3 separate regions of the Mus musculus genome follow, and regions 2 and 3 are each linked to region 1. The links are chromatin contacts, called in public Hi-C and HiChIP or PLAC-seq maps. All regions are on one chromosome and are shown on one strand. The core of a region is the stretch at or near the end of the contact, and the rest is flanking DNA. Distances in the headings are between cores, read along the strand shown.

Evidence for each region. A called contact is a pair of places that touch in the nucleus more often than the background predicts. HiChIP or PLAC-seq counts read pairs in DNA pulled down with a chosen protein or histone mark.
Region 2: a contact with region 1 is called in a Hi-C map of double positive thymocytes, with 1.8 times the contacts expected there. The contact joins the enhancer-like site here to the promoter of Kremen1 in region 1. A contact is called at or near these places in 3 of 39 promoter capture datasets (the HPC-7 cell line, macrophages and neural stem cells), 9 of 484 Hi-C or Micro-C datasets (CD4 T cells, DN3 thymocytes, double positive thymocytes and 4 more), 7 of 115 datasets of contacts at active chromatin or transcription factors (the HPC-7 cell line, double positive thymocytes, effector CD8 T cells and 3 more) and 2 of 9 other capture datasets (adipose tissue and liver).
Region 3: a contact with region 1 is called in an HNF4G HiChIP or PLAC-seq map of pancreatic cancer cells. The contact joins the enhancer-like site here to the promoter of Kremen1 in region 1. A contact is called at or near these places in 1 of 39 promoter capture datasets (macrophages), 1 of 15 datasets of contacts at CTCF or cohesin (the NIH/3T3 cell line), 1 of 484 Hi-C or Micro-C datasets (Th1 cells), 4 of 115 datasets of contacts at active chromatin or transcription factors (the SCID.adh cell line, embryonic fibroblasts, embryonic stem cells and 1 more) and 2 of 9 other capture datasets (adipose tissue and pancreatic islet).

What each region holds. Positions count from the first base shown.
Region 1 is chr11:5,258,626-5,263,552 of GRCm38.p6, reverse strand. Kremen1 (kringle containing transmembrane protein 1) reads left to right here and starts at 1,943. Exons shown (of 9, transcript NM_032396.3): 1 at 1,943-2,118. The coding sequence starts at 2,028. Gm46268 (a long non-coding RNA gene) reads right to left here and starts at 2,536. Exons shown (of 4, transcript XR_003949640.1): 1 at 2,337-2,536; 2 at 1,471-1,837.
Region 2 is chr11:5,214,057-5,218,983 of GRCm38.p6, reverse strand. Kremen1 (kringle containing transmembrane protein 1) reads left to right here. Exons shown (of 9, transcript NM_032396.3): 4 at 3,453-3,577. Among named protein-coding and RNA genes, the nearest start is that of Gm25142, 35 kb to the left of the region's middle. Within about 2 kb of position 2,978, at least 40 of the 459 cell types and tissues checked have an H3K27ac peak or open chromatin away from gene starts, as enhancers often do. A contact at or near this core is called in DN3 thymocytes, the HPC-7 cell line, double positive thymocytes and 1 more, where this site is marked.
Region 3 is chr11:5,293,965-5,298,891 of GRCm38.p6, reverse strand. All of the region lies in intron 2 of Znrf3 (zinc and ring finger 3), which reads left to right. Among named protein-coding and RNA genes, the nearest start is that of Kremen1, 35 kb to the right of the region's middle. Within about 2 kb of position 2,116, at least 124 of the 459 cell types and tissues checked have an H3K27ac peak or open chromatin away from gene starts, as enhancers often do. A contact at or near this core is called in the SCID.adh cell line, Th1 cells, embryonic fibroblasts and 1 more, where this site is marked.

The DNA.
Region 1 (4,927 bases), core at 694-3,193:
CAAACGATTGAACAAGATTCTTCTTGCCACAGCTCTGGGTCGTGTGGGTGGAGAGGGACAGAAAGGCAGGCGCCTCGTGGGAGGTATCTACGCCCTTGGGGCCCAGCTCTGGGAGCTGCCTCCTGAGTGTGGGAAGGCTGGGGAGAACACCTGCCCAGTGAGAGGGCGAGGGGCACAGGGCGCAGGGGTGGGTGTACCCCAGGTAGGCCAGGGTATCCCACGGGGCCAGGATCGCCCAGCCCTGCTCCGGGCACAGCGAGTAGGAACAGGAGGGCAGATGTTCCTGCCACCGCCAAGCCTGGTGCAGGCCTGTACTTGCCAGCCCCGGACCAAGGACTTGAAAGCTCTCGGTGCACAGCCCGGACCTGTCCTGCCGGGCGTCGCCGTGGCGTTTTAAGCAAGAGCAATCGGAAAATCCCCGCTGCCTGGGGGTGTGAGGAGGAGTAAGGAGGCTCGAGATCCTGGGGGGTGGGGGGCTGCCTCGCGGAGACCGAGAATTTAAGCCACAGAACCCCAAGTCTCCCCTAATGAAGAGACACAGCGCTTGCCCCATCGAGTTGGGCACTTTTGTTGCTTCCGTATCTTTGGACCTTGAGGTCTTTTATGGTTCCTATTTTGCTGATGGTTGAGCAAAATACATTGGTGAGATATATATATATACACACAGATACATATATATGCAAATATATAGTGTATCACCCATTTTATACTAATTAAAAATAATTTAACTGGGAGTGGGGACACACACCTTTATTCTAGCACTTGGGAGGCGTAGGCAGGAAGACCTCTGTGAGTGCGAGGACAGCCTGATCTACATAGTTCCAAGACTCAAAATAATAATAATAATAATTTAAAACTGGTGTGATGGCTCATCGGTAAAGACAATTGCCACCAAGGTTGAGGACCTGAGTTCCCAGAACCGACAGTGCAAGGAGAACCGACTCCCACAAATGGTCCTCTGGTGTTACACATGCACCCATACACATACAATAAAAAACATATATGTATGTACATATGCATTTATACATACATATATTTTTTTCTTTGTTTCTGTTTTATAGCCCTGGCTGTTCTGGAACTCGCTTTATAGATCAGACTAGTCTCCAACACCAAGACCTATCTGCCTCTGCCTCCCGAGTACTGGGATTAAAGGCGTGCGCCACCACTGCACCGCTGTAAATACATATTTTTAAAAGAATAAGTTGCGCTAGTTGACACGGATATGATAGGATTCTGCACAAGGCTCAGTATGCTGTCCCTTTGGTAGCTGCAGGACTCCACAAGGAGAAAGAACTCCACATTTACTGAGCCCCCACTGTGCGTGCGAGGTTTCCGTGCATTATCTCACTTTGTACAACCGCTTTGTGGAGCAGACGGTATCGACATACCACTGAGCAGAAGGGAGCCCCGTTTTCTTTAAACCTGTATACATTTATACAGATCTTACGAGTAACCAAGTGGGATACGAACCGGGACTGGAGGACTCCAGAACACGCTTTGGCTAGCCGCTACCACGAGCCTAGCAAGAGCAAGAGGTTTGTTCTGGTTACTACCGCAGTGGTGGAACTCGCGCGTGAGTCACGACCTAGGTAAGGGTGAAACAGGGGTCACGGCGCTCGGCCGGTGTCAGCGCCGACAAACCTCAGCGTGGGGACTCAGAGGCAGGACCCGTCCCGCCCTCACCTGTAGACTCCACACCTCGGGTGGCCTCACCGCGCCTGCTGTGGGGGCGGAGCCAGGTGGGGCGGGGGCGGGCTCCCGCGCGTGAGTGGCAGGCCGCGCATGCGCAGGCCGCCCGGCTCGGAATCCTAGCAGGCGTCAGGCAATCCGGGCGGTGCTGAGGAGGACGGGGCGGCGCTGAGGAGGGCGGGCCGGGGCGGACCGGGGCGGGCCGGGGCGGACCGGGGCGGGCCGGGCGGCGAGGGCGGGGCGACGCTGAGCTCCGTCCTGCTCCCATGGCCGCCCCCGGCTCCCGGTGCTGCCCCCTCTGCCCCGGGCCGCGCCCGGGGGTCCCGCACTGACGGCCCATGGCGCCGCCCGCCGCCCGTCTCGCGCTGCTCTCCGCCGCTGCGCTCACTCTGGCGGCCCGGCCCGCGCCCGGTCCCCGCTCCGGCCCCGGTGAGTGAGACCCCGGCCCCCCCCCGAACCCCCTCGCCCTCTCTCGCGCGTGGACCCCGGAGAACCCGATGTTCGGGCTTCTGTCCCAGCACGCGGCGTGGACGCGCCTGTCCCGCGTTACCAGGACTCTGCCCCGAGTGCCGGCTTCTAACTTTGCCGAACTCTGCTTCCGACTTACGGAAGAGAAGGGGGTGCGTGACGGCTAAAGTCGCCCGTACCGAGTGCAGACTACTCTGAGTCCACCGCGGCGTCCGCCCGAGGTGGTGCTCTCGGCCAGGATGGAAGCTGGGATGGCAGCTTAGTTCCCACACGCCCTTCCTTGCCTCGGAATCCTTTCCCAGTGGAAGGACAAGCATGAGGGTGTTGTCTGGCCCAGTTCGGTTTCTTTGCAGGTTGTTGAGAGCTGATGAGCATAGGACATTGGTGAACCTGCCACTGGGGTCTCCACCCTAAGTTGCGGATTGTGATGTTGCGAAGGCAGGGTTTTACTAGTAAAAGAAAACTCAGAGTTGCTTTGTTTTCTTGACAGCTTGGATTTAGGGGAAAGGCTGAGATTTATTTTCTGTGTGATTTTGAGGCAAAGCTGCTTGAACCTCTGTTACTTGATCTGAAAGTGGGGGGGGGTAACTCACTCCCATGAGCAGTGTTGGTGAACATTAAATGATACACTGTAGGCAACTTGCTTAGAGTGTTCCACCATGTGTAGTCATTAAACGATTTAATAATACTTATTATAGTGTTTCCCAGTTCACTAAGGACTAGACACCTGGTTTACCCAGCGAATACTGAATTTCTTTCAGGATGAATCCCGGCAAAAGGCAAAGCTGGGTTTTGGGACGGCAGAATGAGGAGTTCCCAACACACCAAACCTGAGACTCAGTAGAAGTGGTTTCTAGGTGATTGCTGCCTTCTATGGGACTTCTATAATGTGCTCTTTTCTACTGTTTGTAGTATGTGAACAGGGAGGGAGGGAGGGACGTTCCGAGAGCCAGGACGTGTCAACATAACTGTAACCTAGTAACTCCTTCCACTTTGTCATCTTTGTGTTCAGGATTTAATGTCCTCTATGGAGAGAGAGGTACGGGTGGGAGTGGACTGGCGCTCCTTCCTGGAAAGGGCACTGTGAGCCTATTCTGCCCACACTTGCAGGGAGGTAGCATCTGTTAGGCACCGACGCTTTGCTAGGTCAGATGCAACAGCTCTTGGGTAAAGTTGGTATGCTTTTATTTAGGAGTCCTGGGTAAGGACAAATTTATGGCTGTTGTGAAACAGTTTACTAGGTCCCTCAAACTCTCCTCAGCGGGGTTCCTCAGCATTCTGCAACATCAGTGCCTTTGTGATGTTTCCCCTCTGGTTCCAGAAGCAGTTTCAGAAACAAACCACATGGTTTTCAGCATCATATCCTGTCAAGAACCTAGCGACTAGTTTGTTAAATCCTTTCCAATTAAAAAAAAAAAAAAAAAAAGCTGTACACTGAGAATATGCCAAACTTACCATTTCATATTTTGTGATACTGTAATTTTCTCTAAAATTTTGTGGATGGAAAAAATTATTCCAATACTTATATTCTGCACAACTTTGTAATATTTAAATTACTGGTGGTTTGCATTTTTGAATGCTGACTTTATAAAAACAGTTAGCTCATTCCCCTTCAATGTTATTCTAATTATAGTGTGTAGTCAACCCCAAATGATCTCCAGTCTCTCTGCTCTTTTGTCATGCGTTCTCTTCTATCACAACTGATAAGAAAGGCGACAGAGGTTAGTGGTAGCCTTTTCTTGCCTCTCACCATCCTCCTCAACGTCTCATCTGGAATTTGTCCTATTAGTCAGTAATATGTGTTGTTATAAAACCTGAGTTTGGTCACCTGTAAGGCCTGCATACTCTATAGTAATTCTCTTAGCCCCATAGATGGATAATTTAAGTGTTTAAGATGAAGTGAGTCCTCCTTTCCCCCCACCTTTTTTAGACCAGGCTGGCCTCGAACTCACAGAGATCTGCCTGCCTCTGCCTCCTGATCACTGGGACTTTCCCTTTATAAATCTCAAAGCAAAAAAGTATTGCGTTTAGGCTCCGTACTGACCAAATTGGTGTGCTCAATATAGCTGTCAGTACACTTAGAGTTTAGAATAGGTGGACCAAAAGCAAAATGATTAAAACAAAGCTACAGCTTCATCATCTCCATATTGGGAGGTTTTGGTAGTAAGCAGTGTACCAGCTTTAGTTTAGAATCTAAAGTTTTAAAGGATTTATTTATTGGGGAAGTATGGCGATGAGTACTTAATGGGGTGAGTGTGGAGATCAGAGTGTTTTTGGTAATCAATTCTCCCTATCTACCTTGTCAGTCCCTGAGATTAAAAGATCTTCAAGCTTAATACAAACACCTCTAACATCAGAGTCATCTTGATGGCCCCTAGTTTTGAATTTTGGAGCCTGGAACTCTACCTGAGGCTGTAGACCAGCGGTTTTCAACCTTGCTCATGCTCCGACAATTCAATAAAGTTCCTCATGGTGTGGTGACAACCCACCCCCCCATAAAATTATTTCATTGCTCCTTAACAACCGTAATTTTGCTACTGTTATGAATCATAATGTAAACATCTGCATTTTCTGATGGCCGTAAGTAACCCCTGGGAAAGGGTTATTTGACCCCCAAAGGGGTCGGAGACCCACAGATTGAGAAGGCGAACCACTGCTCTAGACCAAGGCAGAACAGTAAATGCTTTAGGCTTTGTGGCCCGTAGACTGCAGCAGGTGCAGGTTCTCGCCTCCGGCTGTGGAGGCGAAAGTAGTCATAGACAAAATGGAT
Region 2 (4,927 bases), core at 1,729-4,228, 46 kb after region 1:
GAGACAATGGGGGTGTGGTCCTTTGTTCCAGCGGTGGTGTGGTGTACCAGAGGGCCCTGGGGAAGCCCATTCACTGTTGTACAGAGTTACAGGCTTCATAGCAACGTGACAACTCCAGTTCTTCCATATATTTGACTCTAGCTCTAGCATACCATGCACTTCAGCCATGGTCACTCCTCATCACTCTCCTGTGTGTGTGTCCCACTAGACTGCTTCTGTGTCCCACATTGTCCCTTCTACTTCATTCATATGGACATAAATGGCTGTGGAGATTGATCAGTCATAGAACCCAAGTTTGATCTCCCAGACCAAAAGTAATCACAAAACAAAACAAACAAACAAACAACAAAATTGGAGCTGGAGGGACAGCAGCCGTGAGGATCACTTTCTATGCTTGCAGAAGACCCAGATTCGACTCCCAGACCAGTGTCTGGGGCTCACAATCACTTGTCACTTCCATTCTTCTAAGGGACTGAAAACCCTCTGGTCTCTGCAGGCATAAACTCACTCATACATACATACAGTTAAAAGCAAATCCTTTTTAAAAAGCTATCCATAGTGGGCCAAGTATCTAATTCTGGCAGGGCAGAGATGGCAGAGCCCAGGGGGTCGCCAGCCTAGCCTGCTTGATGAGTTCTGGACCAGTGAGAGACCTTGTCTGAAAAAGAAAATGTGGCAGGGTAGTTGTTGCTCTTGCCTTTAATCCTAGCACTGGGGAGGCAAAGGCAGGCAGATCTCTGTGAGTTCGAAGCCAGTCTGGTCTAACAGAGCAAGTTCCAGGACAGCCAGGGCTACACAGAGAAACCCTGTCTTGAAACATCATGGTTCCACATTTGAGGAAAATGTTATGTTATCTCTCTGAGTTTGGCTTATTTTCCTTAGTTGGTGATCCCAGGTTCTTCCATTTTCTTGCAAATGATATAATTTTGTCCCTTCTTCTTATTAGTTCTGTGAAATTTAAGTTTTTAAACTGTGTTTACTCCTTCCCCAGCTCCTTCCATACCCACCTCCCTTCCTCCCACCCAGCTGTGGGTTCTGTCTCTCGTTTTCCTTCCCATCAACCCAGTTTGTGCTACCCATCCAGATTCCTGGATGTGTGGCCTTCCACCAGAGTGTCTAGTCTGTCAGGGCAGCCCTCCTAAGGAAAGCTGACCCTTGTTGCTCCAGTGGCTGTCAGTTCCAACGACTCCTCAGCTAGGGGTGGGACCTCACGCCCACCTTGGCCTTCCATGCTGGGTTTGGACTAGCTTGAGTTTGCACAGGGCTATGCATACTATCACAACCAGTGTGCCTTTATATGTGCAGCTGAATAATTTTCTTCTTTTGTTTGTTTATTTTTTGTGTGAGATCCTTACTAGGTAGCCCTGGCTATCCTGGAACAACTCATTATGTACATGAGACTGGCCTTGAATTCACAGAGATCCACCTGCCTTTGTCTACTGAATGATAGAATTAAAGATATGCACTACCATGCCCAGCTAGACTTTTTTTAAACAACTTTTAAAAAAGATTTGTTTGTTTGTTTGTTTGTTTGTTTATGTATATGAGTATAATGTCACTCTCTTCAGAGACACCAGAATAGAGCATCAGACTCCATTGAAGATGGTCATGAGCCACCACGTGGTTGCTGGAATTGAACTCAGGACCTATGGAAGAGTAGTCAGTGCTTCTAACCTCTGAGACATTGCTTCAGCCCCATTTTTTTTTCTTTTTTCTTTCTTTTGGTTTTTTTTGAGACAGGGTTTCTCTGTGTAGCCCTGGCTGTCCTGGAACTCACTTTGTAGACCAGGCTGGCCTCGAACTCAGAAATCCACCTGCCTCTGCCTCCCAAGTGCTGGGATTAAAGGTGTGCACCATCAACGCCTGGCTCCAATTTTTTCTTTATGATTGAGTAAAACTCAGTTGTCTTTGTATCACATTTTTTAATCATTCATTTGTTAACGGGTAATTAGACTGATTCTACAAAAACCGCCTATATACTCTGTACTAAGTTGACTTGGGTTCCCTTGGTGTGTTTAGAGTGATCTTGTTCGATTTTTTAAAAGATATTTTTATTTTATGTGTCTGTGCCTGCATGTATGTATGTATGTATGTATGTATGTATGTATGTATGTATACCATGTGATGTCTGATGTCTGCAGAGGCCAGAATAAGGCATCTGGAGTCCCTGGAATTGGAGTTACAGAAATGTCTTGAGCCAGTGTTATAGATGCCAGGAGTCCAACCTGTGTCCAACGGGAGAGGAGCCAGTGCTCTTGTCCTTGGAACCTTCTCTCCAGCCCCTTTGTTAGTTTGTTTCCTTATTTATTTGTTTACTTTTGAAACATCCAAATGTATTGTGAGGCCCAGATTGGCCTCAAATTTACCACTCCTACTTTAACCTCAAATCCCGGGGCTGTGTGCCTGTGCTTTCCACTCGAGCTCCCCCAGTCTCCTGGAACCATTTAAATCTGATCGCTTCACTTTTGGGGGATGGGAGGGGGTAGCAGATGCCACAGCATACATGTGAAGACCAAAAAACACCTTTTAGGAGTTGGTTCTCTCTACCATGTGAGTTCCACAGATCAAACCAAGGTCACCAAGCAAGCAACTTTAACCCTGAGACACTGCCAGCCTGCTTCGCCCATCTGTCTGTCTGTCTGTCTGTCTGTCTGTCTTTCTCTCTATCTCTCTTTAACAAGCTAGGCCTTGACTGCTTTTGCACACTAAGCTATGAACTCATGAGGACCAGCTCCAGAAGTCCAGGCCCCTCCCCAGTAGTTCGCGTGAAACGTGCTCCTCCGGCGGAGCTGGCCGGTGCTCTGGGGAACACGGGCCTTCTCCTTGGCATCCTTTTCTCTGACAGGTTTTTCCATCACCAGTTTTAGGAAACTACCTTGGCTCTCGGTGCCTAACATGTTCCATGTGCACATTACTTCTCTTGGCGAAGCGTGCCTTCACCTGCTTGTTTACAGGGATGCCTGTGGTGTGCTGAATGAGGTTAAAGACACTTCCGGTTGTGCTGTGGTAACAGTGTTCATTCCCTCGATGCCCACAGTATCAGTCTTCTTGTAGATTTGCATGTACGTGGCCAAAGGAATCCCTCCGGGTTTCCTACCAGGGTTCCTCTGTTCTTTCCCTCTGGGTGTGTCATTAACTGAGTTACTGGAAGATGGGTGCTATGGGACAGAAGCAAAGCCACCTTCTCTATTCTAAGACATTGTTCCTGCTTCTTTTCAGTACTAAATTCTCCCGACACGGAGAAAGTAAGCTGGGGATCTGTGTGCCACATTTCCTTGCAGATGGTGTAGAGAACACTACCAGAGGGTCCGCTTAGAGCTTGTTGTCATTTGCCTGTGTTGTAACTCAGGGTGTAAACACTGTGGGCAGAGCACACCTGGCACAGACCGCATTTCCTTCTTAGTGTTTCCCAGCCAGATGTTGTGAAATTCTTCTGTTTTGTTTGTCTCTAGTGCCTGGAAACCTTGGCTGCTACAAGGATCATGGAAACCCACCTCCTCTCACGGGCACCAGTAAAACCTCTAACAAGCTCACCATACAAACCTGTATCAGCTTCTGTCGGAGTCAGAGATTCAAGGTACCAGCTCCACAGCGTACAACTCTAGAAAAGATAACGATAAATTCCAGCAGCCCACTTGTCAGGTCACATGGAAAGAGTAGGCTGGGGAGTTGGAGCACAGGCAGCATTCATGTAAAGATGGGGAGAGGGGTCCCCGGTAGCCTCCTCTCAGCCCTTGTCTGTTATGATCAGGGATGCTAATGACTCCTTAGAGTCAAGCCAAGGCGGTGGGTCCCTTCTGTGGCAAACTACCATGCCTTACCTCTTTTCCAAATGTTCTTTTCTTCTTCTTCCTTCCTTCCTCTCTCTCTCTCTCTCTCTCTCTCTCTCTCTCTCTCTCTCTCTCTCTCTCTCTCTTTCTTTCTCTAAAATGTATTTCCCAATCACTAAGGGTCAGTAGTGCTGTTTTGTATTAAATTAGACAGAAGATCCCGCCCTCTCTCCTTTTTTTTTCTCCCTTTCCTTAACCAAGTCAGTCTAAAAGCCATTAATTAAGCCCAAGACAGAAGGATACCATACTCATGTGAGGAAGGCAGATAAGCGAGGCAGTGGACCCCATGGCCCTGCGGTTTGTTGCTTGTGCAGAGCGTGAGTATGTACTGAGTGTTTCAGAGCCGGCATGCTCTGGCTGCTGGAGAAGGGACATGCAAATGTGGAAGCTGGGGAACCTGAAAGGAAGTCCAGAGAGTGGTGGAGGAAGCAGGTAGATAGTAATGTTATATGACTGTGCAATGGCTGTGTGTGCACACACATACACTTCATCACTATCCTTGCCACACACTGATAACGGGGAGTCTAGCCAGCACTCAGGTCTCCACCAGAAAGCAGCTCTGTTGGGAAATTACCCATTCTGTGTTCAAAGCACAAGATGTGTTCATAACATCTTGTGTAGGACAGAAACAGTACAGATTCATCAACTGGATGAAGCTGCCTTGAAAGGGGTTCCATGACCTAAATCTGACAGCTTTAAGCTTCAGAGAGTGATAGTAACAGATGCATCTTATTGACTAAGATGAGAGCACCCCACACCACTCCCAGTGGTGGCCGAGTGAGAAGAGAAACATTGGTGATTAGGAAATGCAGACTTGTAAGAATAGAAGGAATGGTAGGATCGTTACCATATGACAGCCCTCATAGTGTGATTCACAAAATGAACATCAAGGTCTGCAAATATCTCAGATCTTCACTTACTGTTTCCATAAAAGTGTACCTAACCTTAAGAACCACCCACAATGACCGGGCTATTGACTGAATGAATGTTATTGCACACCTTTAATTCCAACACGTTGGGAGGCAGAGACAGGTGGATCTCTGTGAGTTTCAGGCCAGGCCAGCCTGGTCTATATAGTGAGTTATAGGCCAATCACA
Region 3 (4,927 bases), core at 867-3,366, 35 kb before region 1:
AGTCACTGTTGCTGATGACAAGATGTGTGGTGTTAGCAGAAGACCTAGCTTATCATCCCCTTAATCCACACCCAAGATGGCCCTGTGCTAGTTCCCAGTCCTTCCTATAGCTTCCTATCCTCCTAGGGACAGATGACTATGGCAACATAGGTCTCTAAGCAAGGTGAAGGGAACTTGGTGTTTGAAGACTGAGAGGCCACCTGCATGTGTGTAAGCCCCTTCCAAGTGGCAGGTGAACTGTGAGCACACTCTAATGAGGAACTGAGGAATAGTGTATATTCCTCAGTATAGTCTAGGATATTTTGTGCTTAGTGTTAAAGTTGTATAGTCAGAATATTTCTGTTTTGAATTTGCTTTTAAATCTGTTTACCACCTGATTCAAGAGTATTGTAATTTCTTTTCCTTCATCGCAAGTATTGCTGGGTTCTGCTTAATTAGATCCAGATTCCTACTAGTCCATCAGCATCAGAACATAGGGATCAAACTAAACTATCAAACTTGATGGCAGATGTCCTTACTCACTGAGACACCTCACCAGGCAGTGATTTTTAGTTTATTTTTATTTTTCAGTCCCCCAGTTTCTCTCTCAGTAGGCCAATCTTAAGAACAAAGCCCCTTGCTGCAAGAACCTACCCTGATTCTCCAGAGGGCCGCTGAGGTGCTCAGACTTTGCAGGCAAGGTTGTTAAGTCTGGTTCTGCCACCTAATTAACACTTGTTTATATTAATTAGTTGCCACATGTACAGAAGGCAGTGGTCCTTTTTTGAAGTTTCCAGTTACAGACCTAATAAGATCTGGCCTGAAATGGGACTTTGAGAACCTCCCAAGGCAAGGTAACAGCTTCCAAGTCCTCTACAAGTTTCTCTTTCAGGCATAGACAGCTCTACAGCCATTTTTCCATAACATCCTTCATTTACTCAGAAGGATGGATGGAACAGGAGGGTGTGCACAGGCTCTCTTTGAGTTTTTGGTGCTCCTTGTCAGGTGTCAAAACAAAGGGGACCATTGTGTTTCTTGGAACTGATCTAAAAGTCTGTGTTTGAGATTAAGATCTAAGGAAATGCATTTCCGTTTAACACCCAGTAGTTTCTGATTGTGAAAAGACTCACAACCTGTACATCGGCGCCGTACATGACTACAGACTCCAGCCTCTTCTGTTGGTTCCTTTAATTAGTAGGAATTAAGTGGAGGCTGCTGCATATTTTGAGAATAAATAACACTGTTTAAACTTAGGCAGCCTTAACCATTAACTTAACCGCTGGATTCTCGCTGCTACATGTCTCCTGAATAGATCAGCATAATCTTAACTAGGACTTAAAAATCCTTCATCCGCTCCCTCGCTCGCTCACTCACTCACTCTCGGGAACTTAGAACTTGAAGCCCATGGGAGCCTTTGGAGACTTAATGACTTTAATTATGGCAAGAAGTATCTTGTGGTGGGTAGGAGTACAGCTGGTGGGAGAGCCCTTTCTCAGTGCAGCCGGATGGGAGCTGGCAGAAAGGCAGTCATGGGGGAGGGGACTGAGAGGGGTGACTTGGGGGGGGGGGGTTGGCCGCAGGGCCTCTGAATTCTGAACTGTGTTTGTGGCTTCAGAGCTTTGATCACTTGCCAGGGAAACCTGGAAGGTCAGGCCAGGCTGCAGCCAAGCCCTGGAATGAGGAGCCAAGTCAGTGGAGCGGGCAACACTATGTCACTGCCCTCACCTCCCACCCTAGAGGAAGTAACCCTATCTGCAACCCCATCCTCTGGTCCTCTTTCTGTGGTGGTCTTCTTTTGAATTGGGGTCTCTAAAGCCTGCAATAAGCCAACAAAGTGCCTTCCAAATGTGACTTGGTAAAATCAGATATGCTATATGTACTTTTAGAGGAAATCAGGACTGGTTTTTGTTTGTTTTTAATTCTGTGTGTGCCTAGTACAAATTACTCTAGAGCACAGGTGATCTCTCCTGGTGGCTTGTGTCAGGTTTCCCCATTTTTTTTAACATTACCATCACCACCACCACCCCCACCTTGTTTCTTGGCACCAAGTTTTTCTCACTGGTTCCCTGTGTGCCCTAGTGTGTGACCTCATTTCCTATGTAATGAAAAGTTTCTGTCGGAAAACAGGGCCCTTGGTGAGTGTCTTTGAGCCCCTTTGCCTAGTATGACTCACACTTTAGGGCACAGGGCTGTGCAGAATACGCAAGAGCCTGGTGCCTGGGTGGTCACTGCCTAGAGGCAGTGAAGGAAGGAGAAAGTAAGGAGTGAAGGTTTAAAGTCCATTTAGTGACCTCCAGAGAGAAGGGGTACACAAGGACCCAGTGAGTGGGCTGCTTAGACCAGGAAACCCCACCAAGAGAGAGCTGGTGGTGGTGGTAGGTATGGTCAGGTCCACTGGTTGACCTCCATTGGTATGACCTGCCCCTACCACAACCACCACCACTTTCCCCTACATGACCTCACTGGCAGTAGGCACAGGACCCCATACAACAACAGAAGCTTGTTACTGCCACTCTGCAAGTCTGTAGACTGCAGAAAAGAATGGTGTCTCTCATGTTGGTGTTTAAAAATTGTGACGCTGTGGTTTCTGCAGCCAGTACTCCTAGAGAGCCGTGCTCTGTGTCTCAACAGGTCCTGTGCCTTGTTCTCTCTTGCAAGTGGTAGGATAGATTCCATCAGTCCTCTAGGCCAGAGGAAGGCCAAGGGCACATATCCAAGGGTAGTCATCTGGCTAGCTTTTCCTCATTGGAATTCTATGGAAAGTTCACTTTCCTCCAGAGAGAGAAGGGACACAGCACACACTTTAAATGTACAGGAATTTTTTTTTTTTTTTGAGAGCTTTGAAATCCAGAGATGTGTGTGTACAAAGTCCAGGGCCTAAGAGCCACAGGCAGAGCCACTGGAGTTTAAGACTGGCCAGAAACAACATGTGTGCCTTAGAAGTCAAAAGCCTCCTTAGCAGTACAACAGAAGATGGTGCAGATAAGAAGGCAGGTCTTGAAGTCTGAAGTGTGAAGACTAAAGGCTGCAGATTGCAGAGTACCAAAAAGACATAGCTAAACAGACGGATCCTAATTGAAGAGTTGGAGGATCCACAGGATTCCCATTGGTTAGGAGTTGGCTGTAGTCAGTGTTGGGAGCAGGAAAGCCCAAGTATGGTGCTTACTACCGAGTGAAACTGATGCTGTGTGAGCGCAGCAGGGTACTGTAAAGAAGTCTGGTGGCCAGGCTGCCCTCTTGTGTGGGAAGCTTTTGAAGATTGGTGCTGCAATATGGAGCTGGGTGCAAGTGTTAGAAAATGCCATGAAGGGCAAGTTAAGTGAGGTAAAGCTGAGCTCTAGAGGTGCTGCATGCTACATCCTGCAGTGGGAAGGACAATCAGAACCAATAGGAGGACATGGTAAAAGGGAGCAGGCTGTTGAGTTTGGAAGCAGTTAGCAAGGGAAGTCAAATTTTAAGCAGCCCTAAAAGCAATATAGATCCCTGACTGAGAAAGGTCCTTGTGCTGTGCTGTCAGTAAGACAGGCTAGGTAGGGAGAGCCCCAGGGATAAACTAGTTATAACTCACAAGGTAGTGATAGGGTTGCAACAGTGGAGAAAAATAGTAAGTAGATTTGGAAGTTATGGATTGGTAAGCAGTTAAATGTAAGGGTGAAGCAACAGACTAGTTAGCATGCACTACCTTGAGAGAGGAGCCCACGTTGTAGGGAAGAAAGAATTGCTTTTATTTGGTTTCATTTCTTTGGATTTTTCAAGACAGTGTCTCACCATGCATTCATAAACTCTTTATACCTCTGACTGACTCAGACTTGCAGTGATGCATCTGCCCCAGCCTCCTGAGTGCTAGAATGACAGATATGCACCACCACAAGCAACTTAAAACTCCGGATTGAATGAATCATAGGCCCATGGCACCCACATTGTCCTGCTCAAGAAATGGCCCACAAGTGTCTGAGATAATATACTCTGGCCTGCTCTGGAAATAGCTGCAGAAGTTTGGAGAAACCCAATCTGAAGCAGAAAGTTTGTGCCAAGTCAGGGGAAGCAGTCCTTGGGCCTCCAGAACCATGAATTCCCCACGGTCGTCATTTCTGCCCACTTGGGTTAAGCTGCTATCTGTAAGCCCATCTGAGAGCTCTGTCAGTGTGTTCACAGGGTGAAGGGAGGAGACCCCAGCACCTCCTTGCCTAAGAAAGAGTGCTTCACTCGGAGATTATGAAGGTGCATTATAGTAGATGCTTCCAAAATGTCCTTGTTTGTGTCTTCCTTGAAGTTCCTATGGCACAATTATTTGGCTGTCTTAAATTGTTCACAGATGTAACTGTGTAATTGAATGTTTTCATACCAGTAACCACCATTTCTGTTAAGTTGTGGATGTACGTGTTATTTAGTTATTGGCTACCAGAGCAAAATATCAGTCCTTCCACCTACGAGAGTAAGATAGGAGAGAAGGGTTGACAATCCTTTCATCCAGGCTGCATACCATGGAGCATTGACCCAAACAAAGCCTGCTTCACAGCAGGAAAGGTCTATGCATTGCTTTGGAAGACTTTCTAATGCTGGGCAGTCTGGAGATGCCCAAACATGAATATGCTTCACATGCGTCACAGATAGCTCTAGAACATGCAGAGCTTCCAGATGAAAGCAGCCAGGAAAACAGATCATTTCGGGAAAGCCACTCTAGATACAGGATAAGCAATCTTGTGTTCTTCACCTCTTGCCCTATACCCCTGAACTAAACACCAACCTTCCTGGTGCTGCCCACAGGAGTGGTATTGTTCCACAATCATCACATGCAGACGACGTGCTCCATAAGGACAAAGATCTGTCACTGTCTTCTGTTCAGTGCTATATATGTTCCCAGGACTTAGCACACGTAGTAACTGACTAATAACTACTGTTGAACAGCTAAATTAGTAAATGGTAATGCAAATGGAATTAGACCATT